3 separate regions of the Mus musculus genome follow, and all the other regions are linked to region 3. The links are chromatin contacts, called in public ChIA-PET and promoter capture Hi-C maps. All regions are on one chromosome and are shown on one strand. Each heading gives the region's core, a stretch centred on a gene start, on an enhancer-like site or on the middle of the called end of the contact. The rest is flanking DNA. Distances are from core to core; before and after follow the strand shown. Region 1 holds the start of 4930552P06Rik (a long non-coding RNA gene). Region 2 holds the start of Ldlrad1 (low density lipoprotein receptor class A domain containing 1). Region 3 holds the start of Ttc4 (tetratricopeptide repeat domain 4).

Evidence for each region. Promoter capture Hi-C pulls out the DNA fragments that hold promoters and counts their contacts. ChIA-PET counts read pairs in DNA pulled down with a chosen protein or histone mark.
Region 1: a promoter capture Hi-C map of embryonic stem cells shows a contact between it and region 3, with 3 times the contacts expected there. The contact joins the promoter of 4930552P06Rik here to the promoter of Ttc4 in region 3. A contact is called at or near these places in 1 of 39 promoter capture datasets (embryonic stem cells) and 1 of 9 other capture datasets (liver).
Region 2: an RNA polymerase II ChIA-PET map of memory CD8 T cells shows a contact between it and region 3, with 13 read pairs. The contact joins the promoter of Ldlrad1 here to the promoter of Ttc4 in region 3. A contact is called at or near these places in 7 of 39 promoter capture datasets (the C10 cell line, cranial neural crest, frontonasal cranial neural crest and 4 more), 4 of 115 datasets of contacts at active chromatin or transcription factors (astrocytes, craniofacial prominence, embryonic limb bud and 1 more) and 2 of 9 other capture datasets (liver and macrophages).

What each region holds. Positions count from the first base shown.
Region 1 is chr4:107,595,523-107,599,060 of GRCm38.p6, forward strand. 4930552P06Rik (a long non-coding RNA gene) reads right to left here and starts at 1,833. Exons shown (of 3, transcript XR_376514.3): 1 at 1,433-1,833; 2 at 85-226. All of the region lies in intron 4 of Glis1 (GLIS family zinc finger 1), which reads left to right.
Region 2 is chr4:107,207,318-107,210,706 of GRCm38.p6, forward strand. It overlaps Ldlrad1 (low density lipoprotein receptor class A domain containing 1), which reads left to right and starts at 1,827. Exons shown (of 5, transcript NM_001081272.2): 1 at 1,827-2,267. The coding sequence starts at 2,153.
Region 3 is chr4:106,677,100-106,680,484 of GRCm38.p6, forward strand. Ttc4 (tetratricopeptide repeat domain 4) reads right to left here and starts at 1,845. Exons shown (of 10, transcript NM_028209.2): 1 at 1,654-1,845; 2 at 1,086-1,203. The coding sequence starts at 1,764. Mroh7 (maestro heat-like repeat family member 7) reads right to left here. Exons shown (of 24, transcript NM_001126487.1): 24 at 3,318-3,385.

The sequences.
Region 1 (3,538 bases), core at 583-3,082, 920 kb after region 3:
ATATAGCATCCATGCTGTCTGGGACCTTCAAGCCCATAGAGACTGAGTAGATACACTTTGTTACCAGACCCAGTCCATAAGAACCTTGTGGGGATGGAGGGCTCTCCTGGTGCTGTTCACGTCTCCCGTGCAGCCCTAGCCAAGCATGAGGCTGCTGACAGAAGGTCTCGGTGGCACTGTCCGTGAGAGGAGGCTGCCCGTGGTCGATGCTTCCCTTCTTCCCAACCTGGAGGGAAACCTTTTCTGCTCAATGCCATTTCTATGTGCTGGCTTCCCACTGGTCACTCTTGGCACGTTCCACAGAGACTCTTTCCAGGCCTCTCCAGAGGCCAAAGGACAAGACCCCAGCTCCAGAGTATGGTCAGGGCTGTGTCACATGCTCTCACACACACAGCAGAGAGCCTTTGGTTCATAGGTGTTCTATACTCCGTGTTTAGAAAGCTCCATGACCTGTGTCCACTGCAGGCTTTCCAAAGCTCTGCCCAAGGGGACAGCAGCCTCATGGCAGAAACAGAGCCTGGTTAGAGATTGTAGGAGCTGAGCAAGCCAGAGACCCCCCCTCAGCTAGCACCTCGCTCTAGAGAGAGAGAGAGAGAGAGGGAGGGAGGGAAGGAAGGAGGGAGGGAGAGAGAGAGAGAGAGAGAGAGAGAGAGAGAGAGAGAGAGAGAGAGAGAAAGAGACTTGGTCACCAGTCCTTAGATGTGAAGTAGATAGAAATCTTTCTGGAACATTCTGGCCTCAGGATCCCTGAGCTTAGAAGAGCTGGTAGGGAGCCTGGAGGTGGTGGCACACGCCTTTAATCCCAGCACTCGGGAGGCAGAAGCGGGTGGATTTCTGAGTTTGAGGCTAGTCTGGTCTACAGAATGAGTTCCAGGATAGCCAGCGCTATTCAGAGAAACCCTGTCTCGAAACACGCCTCCCCCCACCCCACCCCACCCCCCAAAAAGAAAAGAAAAGCAGGTAGAGTCACCCAAGTGTGCTCAGAGATAGTTTTAGACATCCAGAGAGTGGCTAGGCCACTCCCTGCTTTTGTGGCCTTCAATGCTATACTGAGAAAGCATCATCGCCATATCTCTGAGGCTATGATAGGACCTGGGAAGGCAGTGTGTTCTCCTTCAAGGTGGCATCCCCAGGTCCAGAGGACCTACGGGCAGGTTGGTGGGCCTGTGTTGCTGCCTCTGCAATATAACCCCAACCCATCCCTACCCACACCCTTCCCCTAGAGTCCCTGATACCCACAGACTCAAACCCAGACCCTTCATTGATACTAACAACTTAGTTAGCCCTGTGGTAACAGATTTGCATTGAATCCAAGCTCTTCCTCATAGTTCCAATGTTACTTTAGCCATGTCAGTTGTCATCTCTGAAGTCCAATCTCTTTTTGTAAGCTAATGTGTATGTATGTGTGTAAGTAGCCAGGAACCTGCCTAACCTAGTGTTCACTCCTCCGGTATCCACACATTGCCCTGCAGGGCTGAGGTGGGATCTTCTGGACACCTTGAAGAAAGAACTTGGTTCCAAGTCTTGTTCATCTCACAGTTCATCATTTGACCCAGATGGCTGACAGCTCGCCCAGACTAGTAGTGGTTAGTCTGGCTTTCTCTGTACCTGGAGGCGCCCCTGACAGGGAAGGGGGAGGGAGGCTCGCTGGAGCCAGCTGGGACTCTTCCTTGTCCACTCTGACCCAGCACTCACTCACCTTCTGCCACATTTGGGCTGGGACCTTTGAAGTGACTGTTCCCCTAATTAGATAGAGTTCTAGAACTCTGGAGCCTACCATGGTGGGGGTGGGGCGGGGCGGCAAGGTGTCTCTTTTCACTCCCAGCCACCTCCCTGACAAAGGTCATCTTAGTTTGTCACATCACAAGGCCAGCGGTTTTCCTAATCATATTACCCTGTCTGACCTTGTCTGCTCGCTGAATTGGTGTCTGTGTGGCCTCACTAGTTAGTGTGTGACCTGTAGAGGGCAGAGGGCACATGTGTGCCATTTCCCATGCTGTCCATCAGCTGGGGAAATGCCCTGTACCTTAAGACACTTTACAGGTGTATAGTGAATGTGTGTGGGCACATGAGGGCACAGCATCCAAGAACTATGTGAACTGCAGCTGGTGTGTGTGTGTGTGTGTGTGTGTGTGTGTGTGTGTGTGTCCGTCCCTGGAGCAGATTCCCGTCTCCTGGGAAATCTGAGGGAAGTAGCCCAGACCGAGAGACGGTGCCTTCTAAGTACACCTGCCCAGGTACAGGGTGGTGCTATCCTGCTCTTCCACCAGGGCCACCCAGAGCTGTGGGGTGGGTCATGGGGTTTGAGGAAAGGCCAGGAAGGCTGGCAACCCCACAGCTAGCTAGTAATTGCTTGCAGCTTAGACTCCGTAGGCCAAGGTTGTTGTTCTGTGTTTTTAAAAGCCAGGTAAAAGAAATCTGTGTCGGTAGCCTCTTGCCTGCTCAACTCCCATCCAAGGTTGAATGATAAAAATAGAACTAGGAAGCCTCACAAGGGGCCGCCTCCTGTGTGGCTGCGGCTGGGTAGAGGGCCGGACCGAGCAGGGTGGGGGTGGGAGGCTCTTAGGCCATGGGAATGTTTGCTTTGCTTCCCCCAAGAACTGGCTGTGGCCATGTAAATCACCCGGAGGAGATCTAGAGGGTCCCAAATGCATCTGTTGGTTTTCATAAAGAAAGAAAGACAAAGACAACAATCTTTGTGGTCTGCATAAAGTATTTTAATCATTAATGAACAAGAAAGAGCAAACCCCTGGAGCAGGCAGGAATTTGAGGGGGAACTGGTGAGGGCTGCCCATCCCCCTGCCACCTGGGCCCCCTCTGTGCAGAGCAGGGGAAGGCCTAGAAGCAGCAGGAGTGGGGGAGGGGCCGACAAAGGATTTGAAGGGACCTGCGGGGGTTCTACCCACTGTGGCCATACCGTCCATCCTTCATAGCAAGCTGCTGAGCATGTATAAGGCAGGAGAATGCCACAGCAGAGAGTCCGGGGGTGGGGTTTCAGGCTCAGTGACAGTGTACATGCATGTATCTGTATGTGTGGTAACCTTTCAGCTGCTTAGGAAATGTCATTTGTCTACATGATTACATGTCTACTGATTGTGTGTCTACATGACTATGGGGCAACATAATCTGAATAAGTGTGGGGCATTCCAAGTGTGTCGGATGGGTATAGTTACGTTTGTGGTTAGGAAGGCTCGAAGATGTAAAAGTGTGGGAGTGTAAGTGTGAGCTTTAGTGTGGCGTTGGAGAGTTTGTATTCATGTACATCTGTTGGGTGTAGGAGGTTGGTCCCTTATGTGCTCAGTGTGCTGTCCATAATGACTGACCTGGCAGCTTCCTGGCAGCCTAGGAATGGTCAGGACAGAGACAGTCATCCCACTGACAAGAGGGCGTGAGTCTGGAAGGAATGTCCCTTCTGTGGACTTAAGGTCCACTGGTTAGGTATGTGCATATTGGAGATGTGGTAGAAACAGGTACCACATATTCACAAGAACCATTACCCATCTGCATCCAAGGTACTCACGTCCCAAACACTACCCCA
Region 2 (3,389 bases), core at 577-3,076, 530 kb after region 3:
GAAGGAGGAGGCCAAAGGAGGAGGCATGGAGCAGGATGAGGAGGATTCCTATAAAGGAACACAAAGCTGATGGGATAGTTCATGTCTGTCTTCGCAGTACTTGGGAAGCAGAGGCAGGAGAATTGCCATGAATTGGAGACCATCCTGGACTATAAAAGCAAGAGTAACATGGATACATACATACATACATACATACATACATACATACATACATACATACAAAGGGACGCTAAAGAATCAAGAGTCTGTGGAAGTCATACTAAAGGGCATGTGTTGGACCAGGAATGTACTCTGCTGTCCACTCTGACATCTGTAGTAGGCATTACTAATCAATCATAGACCCTGACGTTAACATCCTTCTGAAATCATGTGCCTCTTAGTCTCTACTATCGTTGGCACAAAAAAAAGAAATCTAGGTACCATCTTGCGTTTATATTCACCCCCTTCGGCCTTTTCCTTTTCATGGCTTCTCAGCCTGGCTTGCAACCGCCATTGCCCCCCCCCCCTTGCCTACCACAGACCAGTGAAGCTAGGGATACGAGAATTGCCAACAGCTTCATCCAATGGCTGGCAGGATGGGATGAGTGCCCCGCTTCCCTCGGGTGAGTGCCTTTGAGATGCATCTTCACCAGTGTCCCCAAATGCCTCGCAGAATCCAGGTGCTGCCCCATAACAGTGAGCAGCGTCTTTCCCTTCACCTCAGCTCCCTCACTCCACACCAGCATGTCCAGGATCCTTCCCATTAAGACCGTCTGTCCCCTGTTCTTGTCAGAGTGCCCAAGTCTGAGAAACCTACACTCAGGCACCCCTGCATCTACATGCCTGTGAAGGGAAGGGCCTTTCCCAAGCCATTGGCAAGGTCCTTGTGAGAGCCAATACTTAGCTTGCCCAGTCTGATGGCGACCTATGTCTCCAGCCTCCATGGTTTGGCTTGTATTTCCCACCACAAGAGAAATGGCCCAGCACAGAAATCACTGATGGGAACTCCTGGACACCTGCAGTGGGTACTACCCTCGGGGTGGGCCTCAGAGCATCCTCATCTGCTTCAGGGCCCCTGTCTCCTCCTTAGACTAGATTGCTAAGAAATCTACTCCATGCTGGGACAGAAGATATTCTGGAAAGCAGCTAGCTCCCACCCAGATACCACCCCCAAAAAGCTAAAAAATATATTTCTCCATGCTTTCAACAATTCAAATATGTCTTTCTCTCTTTTATTTATTAATATGTGTATGTGTGTGGTAGAGGTGCACGCATGAAGTGTATGGAGTCAGGACAACTATGTAGAGTGGGCGCTCTCCTTGTATCTGCACATTCATCCTGGGACTCAAACGAAGGTCCTCAGGCAGGCACCTTTATCCACTGAGCCATCCTGTTGGCCCTCAGAAGTGCATATTCTTCTGGTCTAGAAGAATGAACATGAACAGTTCATCAATGAGAAAAGGAACTCTACCTTCTGGCCACTGAACCAAGACTCATGGCACTTCTGCCTGTGGCTTCCTTCAGCCAGGGGGCCTTGCCACCCTGCAGTCTGATGATGCAGAGGAGAAAAATGTGTTAAAGCCTTGGTTCCATCTCTCCCACATATAGTGTGACTTGAGGCACAAACACCAGCTTGTCATCTGTGGAATTGGATGCGTCACTGTCCAACTGCAACCTAGGGAAAGACGTGGTAGGAGCAGGTACCCCTGTCCTTTCCTCCGTGGGGGAGGCAGCCTGGGAGGAGAGTGCCACAGGAGAGGGCACAGCCCTAGCAAAGCCTGTTGCTGTCCTGCCCTCCCACAGGCTGCCCTTGGTGACAAGGTGGAGAACTCTACACTGAGCTCTTTATTCCACCTCAGTTCCTGGAGATGAGTGTTGGAACCATGAACAAAGTCTTCCCCCAGGTAAAAGCTGCCTGGGTCTGAACTGACTCTTGACCTAGGGAGCCATTCTGCAGATGGAAAGGGCTTGTGGGAGGGGACCCTAGGACCCACGGCCACATCCATCTGCCCTGGGGACTCGCTCCACCTGAGATCCATGAGTACTGAGAAGCAGCACAGGACACCTAGGGGTGTTAGGGCACTGTCACTAGGAGGACCTGCCTGAGTCAGTTTGGAGGACAAAGGAGGAATGGGTCCTGTACGGGTCGAAATGTGGAAATGTGAAGCCCAGGATGAGCGTGGGCTGTGAGAGAGCAGAATTTTGCCCAGCCTGCTTCTGGTTTCTTGGCCAGGCAGATGCCGAGAGTAACATCACCACTAGAAGGAAAGCCCGCCCTGGAGATGAAGGTAAGGACAGAGGTGGGGGTCAGGCTGGGCGCTGTGGGTCCCTCCCTGGAAACTACCTGACTCTAGGTAGAGAGTGTCTGAGGCTACTCAGCTCTTCTACTCCAGTGTGGGTGGTGAGGTCTGCTTCCAGCTTCCTGGCCAGCCATACTGACAGCTGCTTGCTGGATAGAACTTTTCATTCTCTCCAGCTACCAGCATTTTCTGAGTGCCTACTATGTGCCTTTTGCCTGCTGGGCCACCACACAGAACCTATAAGACCAAGGACCTCCAAATCAACCTCTGGCCCCCATGCCTGACCTGGATGCTCCTGTTGATCATAAGATGGAGTCGGCCAGGACCACACACTTGTACTTATTATGTTTCCCCAATTCCTGTGCAGCCGGGACCTTTGTATCTCCCTGGGTCCATCTTGGCCTACAGTTGATGAAGGAGGAAACAGATAGATGCTAAGAAGGGTTGTAACCCTTTGCAGACCCTTCTGCCTCGGATCCCTGGGGCTGCAGACCTCAGTTTCAGGACAACCCTGGGTGGGTGGGGTACTAGAAGCAGCTGAAGCTAAGAGAGGTTGAATAATCAGGTCACAGTTATATGGCATCGGAAAGGAGGCCCCTGGTTGCTAAGCTTCAGGGTCATGCCCCATGCTGGTGGCTTTTTCCAAGTTGTCACTCAGTGCGGCTTATCATAGGTGTGGTTTTTCTTCCTTTGCCCTGGGTGGGCAGTTTCTGAAGTTTCTGGCTTTAAAGTGGGTTTAAAGCTTCCCTCCACTTCTGAGAGCTCTCAGCCTCATCTGGAGGGCCAGACAAGGTCAACTAGGAAGGAGGGTAGCGACTAAGTCTCCTGTGTCAGGCCACAGAAAGGCAGAGGCAGGTTTCTCTCATCCCTTGGGCTCTTAGGTTCTGAGACAGGCATTGCTCTCACTGGTGCCCTGTGTGGGTTTGTGTGTGTGAGCGCATGCATGTGCAAGCTCGCAAAGTTGCCACCAAGGCAAGAGCTCTGCCTGCTGCTCCAGTCTTGCCTGCAGCCCCACCTTGCACACAACATGAACTGCACAAATATTTGAGGAACAACCACTCAGCCAGCTCTGCTGCCCCGTATCAACACGATCTCCCTGGTGACCCAAGT
Region 3 (3,385 bases), core at 595-3,094:
TTCAGTGAGGGACGGGCTAGAACCTAAATAAACCCTCTCTTCCCCACATTCATTTTGGTCAGTCTTCTAGCACAGCAAAACAAAGACTAACACATACACAATAAAGCAAAGAGATGGAACTGACAGAGGAAGAAAAATCCAAATTAATGGTATGATAAAATTGGCATCAATATAGAACACAAGGCCATGCAAACTTAATGCCATAACCACTTCCAAAAAATTATGAGGTAATGTTACTAAGTGCTTTTTAATTTCTGGTTTGGTTTGGTTTTTGGTTGGTGTTTATATGTTTGTTTGTTTGTTTGTTTGTTTTTGAGACAGGGTTTCTCTGTAGCCCTGGCTGTCTTGGAAATCGCTCTGTATACCAGGCTGGCCTTGCACTCAGAGATCTGCCTGCCTGCTTGCCTGCTTGCCTGCCTGCCTGCCTGCCTGCCTGCCTGCCTGGGGTCAAAGGCATGCATGGCCACCATCCAGCTATAAGTGCTGTTTTAAAAAGGGGAATTAAAGATGGTCTAGAGAAATGGCTAAACAGGTAAAGGCACTGGCCCCTAAGCTTGACAACCTGAGCTTGACCTGAGGAACATGTGAAATGGTAAGAAAGAATCCACCTCACAAGGCTAGCCACTGATCTCTGTAAGTATGTACACACGTATACACACACACAAACAGTTTTACGAAGGGGGGATATAGCTCACTTACCCAGCATATGTGAGATTCTGGGTTCAATTTCCAGATACACATACACACACACACATTTATCTCAGTTTTTGAAGGACTTTAATTTCTATTGAGAAAATTACACTGCTCCTTTTCTTACATTGTGTCATTCACTGAAAAGCAATCCCCCTCCTCTCTCTGGTACTACAGTAGTGGTGGACCTCGTGGCACTCATCACACACCCTTCCTGATTTGTTAGGGCAATCAGGCTTTTCATCCAAGTCAGGCCTCTGGGGCTTGGAACTGTACACATTTACTTAGAAGGCATCCAAAGGAGAATGTGTGGAGTCAACACTGACATGTTAGCCATAATACTTTCGCTCAACTCAACAAGGACACAAAAGAAGTGCTGGGTGACAGTAAGATACCTTCTGGATATCGATCATCATCAAAAATCATCGACTGGAGGCAGGCCAAGTCAGGAAACTCCTCGGGGTCAATTTCTGATGGCGCTTTTTTCATAAATAGGGGAATCTTGTCAAATTCCTAGAATTTAAAAGAACAATTAGCGTTGTCTACTGATTAGATCCAATCCCAGGACACGACATCATAAAGTTTTTTCCTCGCTGAGCATGATATGCAAATCCTAAGGATTGGCTGGAGCTAGACATCCAGTTTCTCAGGTGTTAAATGTGGGATCCTGATTTCCAACGCTCTCCATGGGTGGTAGCAATCACCTTCAACTAGGCGCTGTCGCGTTCCTGACCACCTTCACCATCTCCTTTCAAGTTTACCCTAACCTGGGTGCTGCAGTAAAACAACTAAGGGACCCCTGGTAGTAGAGCCTGGTGGTGGTGTGTGACAGGACTGCCTGCAAAACCCCCGTGGTCTTAAACGCAGTCAACTTATACGCAAAACCTCGAGGCGGACGGTTTCTACCAGTGACCAAGCCTCGAGGACCAAGCTCCTACCCCAGAAGCCCCCGGCGCCGCCCACCTCCTCCCACTGATCCTCGCGGAAGCCGCCGCGGTAAGGCTGGCTCTGAAACTTTTCCAGGAACGCGTCCATGGAAGCGTCCTCTGTAGGCTCAGGCTCAGAACTCTCCATGGCAGCTCGCAACTTCGGCGCTTCAGTCCCGGGACCAAGAAACGCGCCGCTCCTTCCGGCGGCAGGGATGCCCTTCCTTTTGCAGTCCGGGCTGCGCGAGGCTATGCCTCTCGGGTTCCGCCGGCCTGGGGGCGTGGCCTGCCTGGAGGTGTGGCCTGACTCCGCGCTTTCCCTCTCGCCCAGCCCCACCCATCCATTGCAGAGTTTGCCTGGCCTCTAGTCTCCTCGCTTTGGGGCGTGGTTAGGTTAACTCCCTTTTGTATCTAAACTCTTCATCTCCACTCTCCAACCCTGATGCTTTTATGTCTTTTCTATAAATGTTCTCAAAAGATGACTTCGTAGCCAGGCCACATGATATTTGTCTGTAATCCTAGCACTTAGGTTTAATAGGAGAACCATAAGTTCAAGACCAGTCTAGACTATATAGCAAGACCCTATTTCAAACAAAACAAAACTTTTGAGCATACAAATACTTTTTTTTTCTTCACGCAGCACAAGGTTTGAGGTCCCCATACACCCCTACAACCTATAACTACATGTGAAACTCCATGTGGCTTACCCTACAAGGATGGGTGCCCAGCCTGCCTGCTCACCTCATGGATACTACAACAACAGAGGTCTTCACAGATACCCCCATAGGCCCATGGGAAAATTACCCCGAGATGTATGCCCACAGGTAGAATCCTTGGGCTGTGATTATTGACACATTCACCACTACTGACTAGTAACAGGTTCTTGTTCAGTACAGCTGCATTGATCTTTCGCCCCACCAGCCTTGCCCCGGGGTCCCTACATCCCACGAAGAGTTTTCTGAAGTTGACATCTGCTCATATATCTCTCTTCTCAGCACCCCCACCATGCCTCCCCACTGCCCCTACCTCCTCAGCAGTCTCCATGGCCTTAGGACCTGGCCCTTGCATCTCTCCTCTTTTTCCAGGTTCCCTCTCACTGGGACTTTGAAGAGGGTCCCATGTACCTGAGGGTACCTTTGCACCCACAGATGACCAGATGTGGTCATCTTTCCAAACCTCCTTGAGAAGTCTCTTGTCTGGCAAGTCATTCCAGCGGACACACACAACCTCTGGATACCACAGTCCCCATGCTTCCCGCTGAGCTCATCTCTGAAAAATTTCAACCCGGGAACCATTTGGATGTGGGGGCTGTCCTGCCTGTAATGTCCTGTAAGGCATTTAACAGTGTGCCTGACACCCGCTCTTTACCCAACAGCTGTTAGTAACATTGACACTGTCAGGTGGCAACACCAAATATGTCTCTGGATATTTTTGCATTAGTGTTAGGCAAACCGGATGACGAGTCAAGGGTGAGACTCGGCGACCAGGGTTCCCGAATATGCATGACGTCATAGGTGGGAAGTCGCCTCACTCCCTTTCCCCAAGAGCCACCCAAATCATCACCCTTCTGCTCTTATCACCAGGGAAGGGAAAACTGAGATGTCCAGGTGACCCCCTGAGTGGCTTTGGTCAACGCACTTAACTACTCTGAGCCTCAGTCTCCCGTTATATAAAGTGAACAAAACAGACCGCACGCATCTGTAAATGTGAAGTGAATCAGCACAAGGGGGCCATGCTCTTTTCTCAGACTTGTCAGAGTGAGGGCTCCG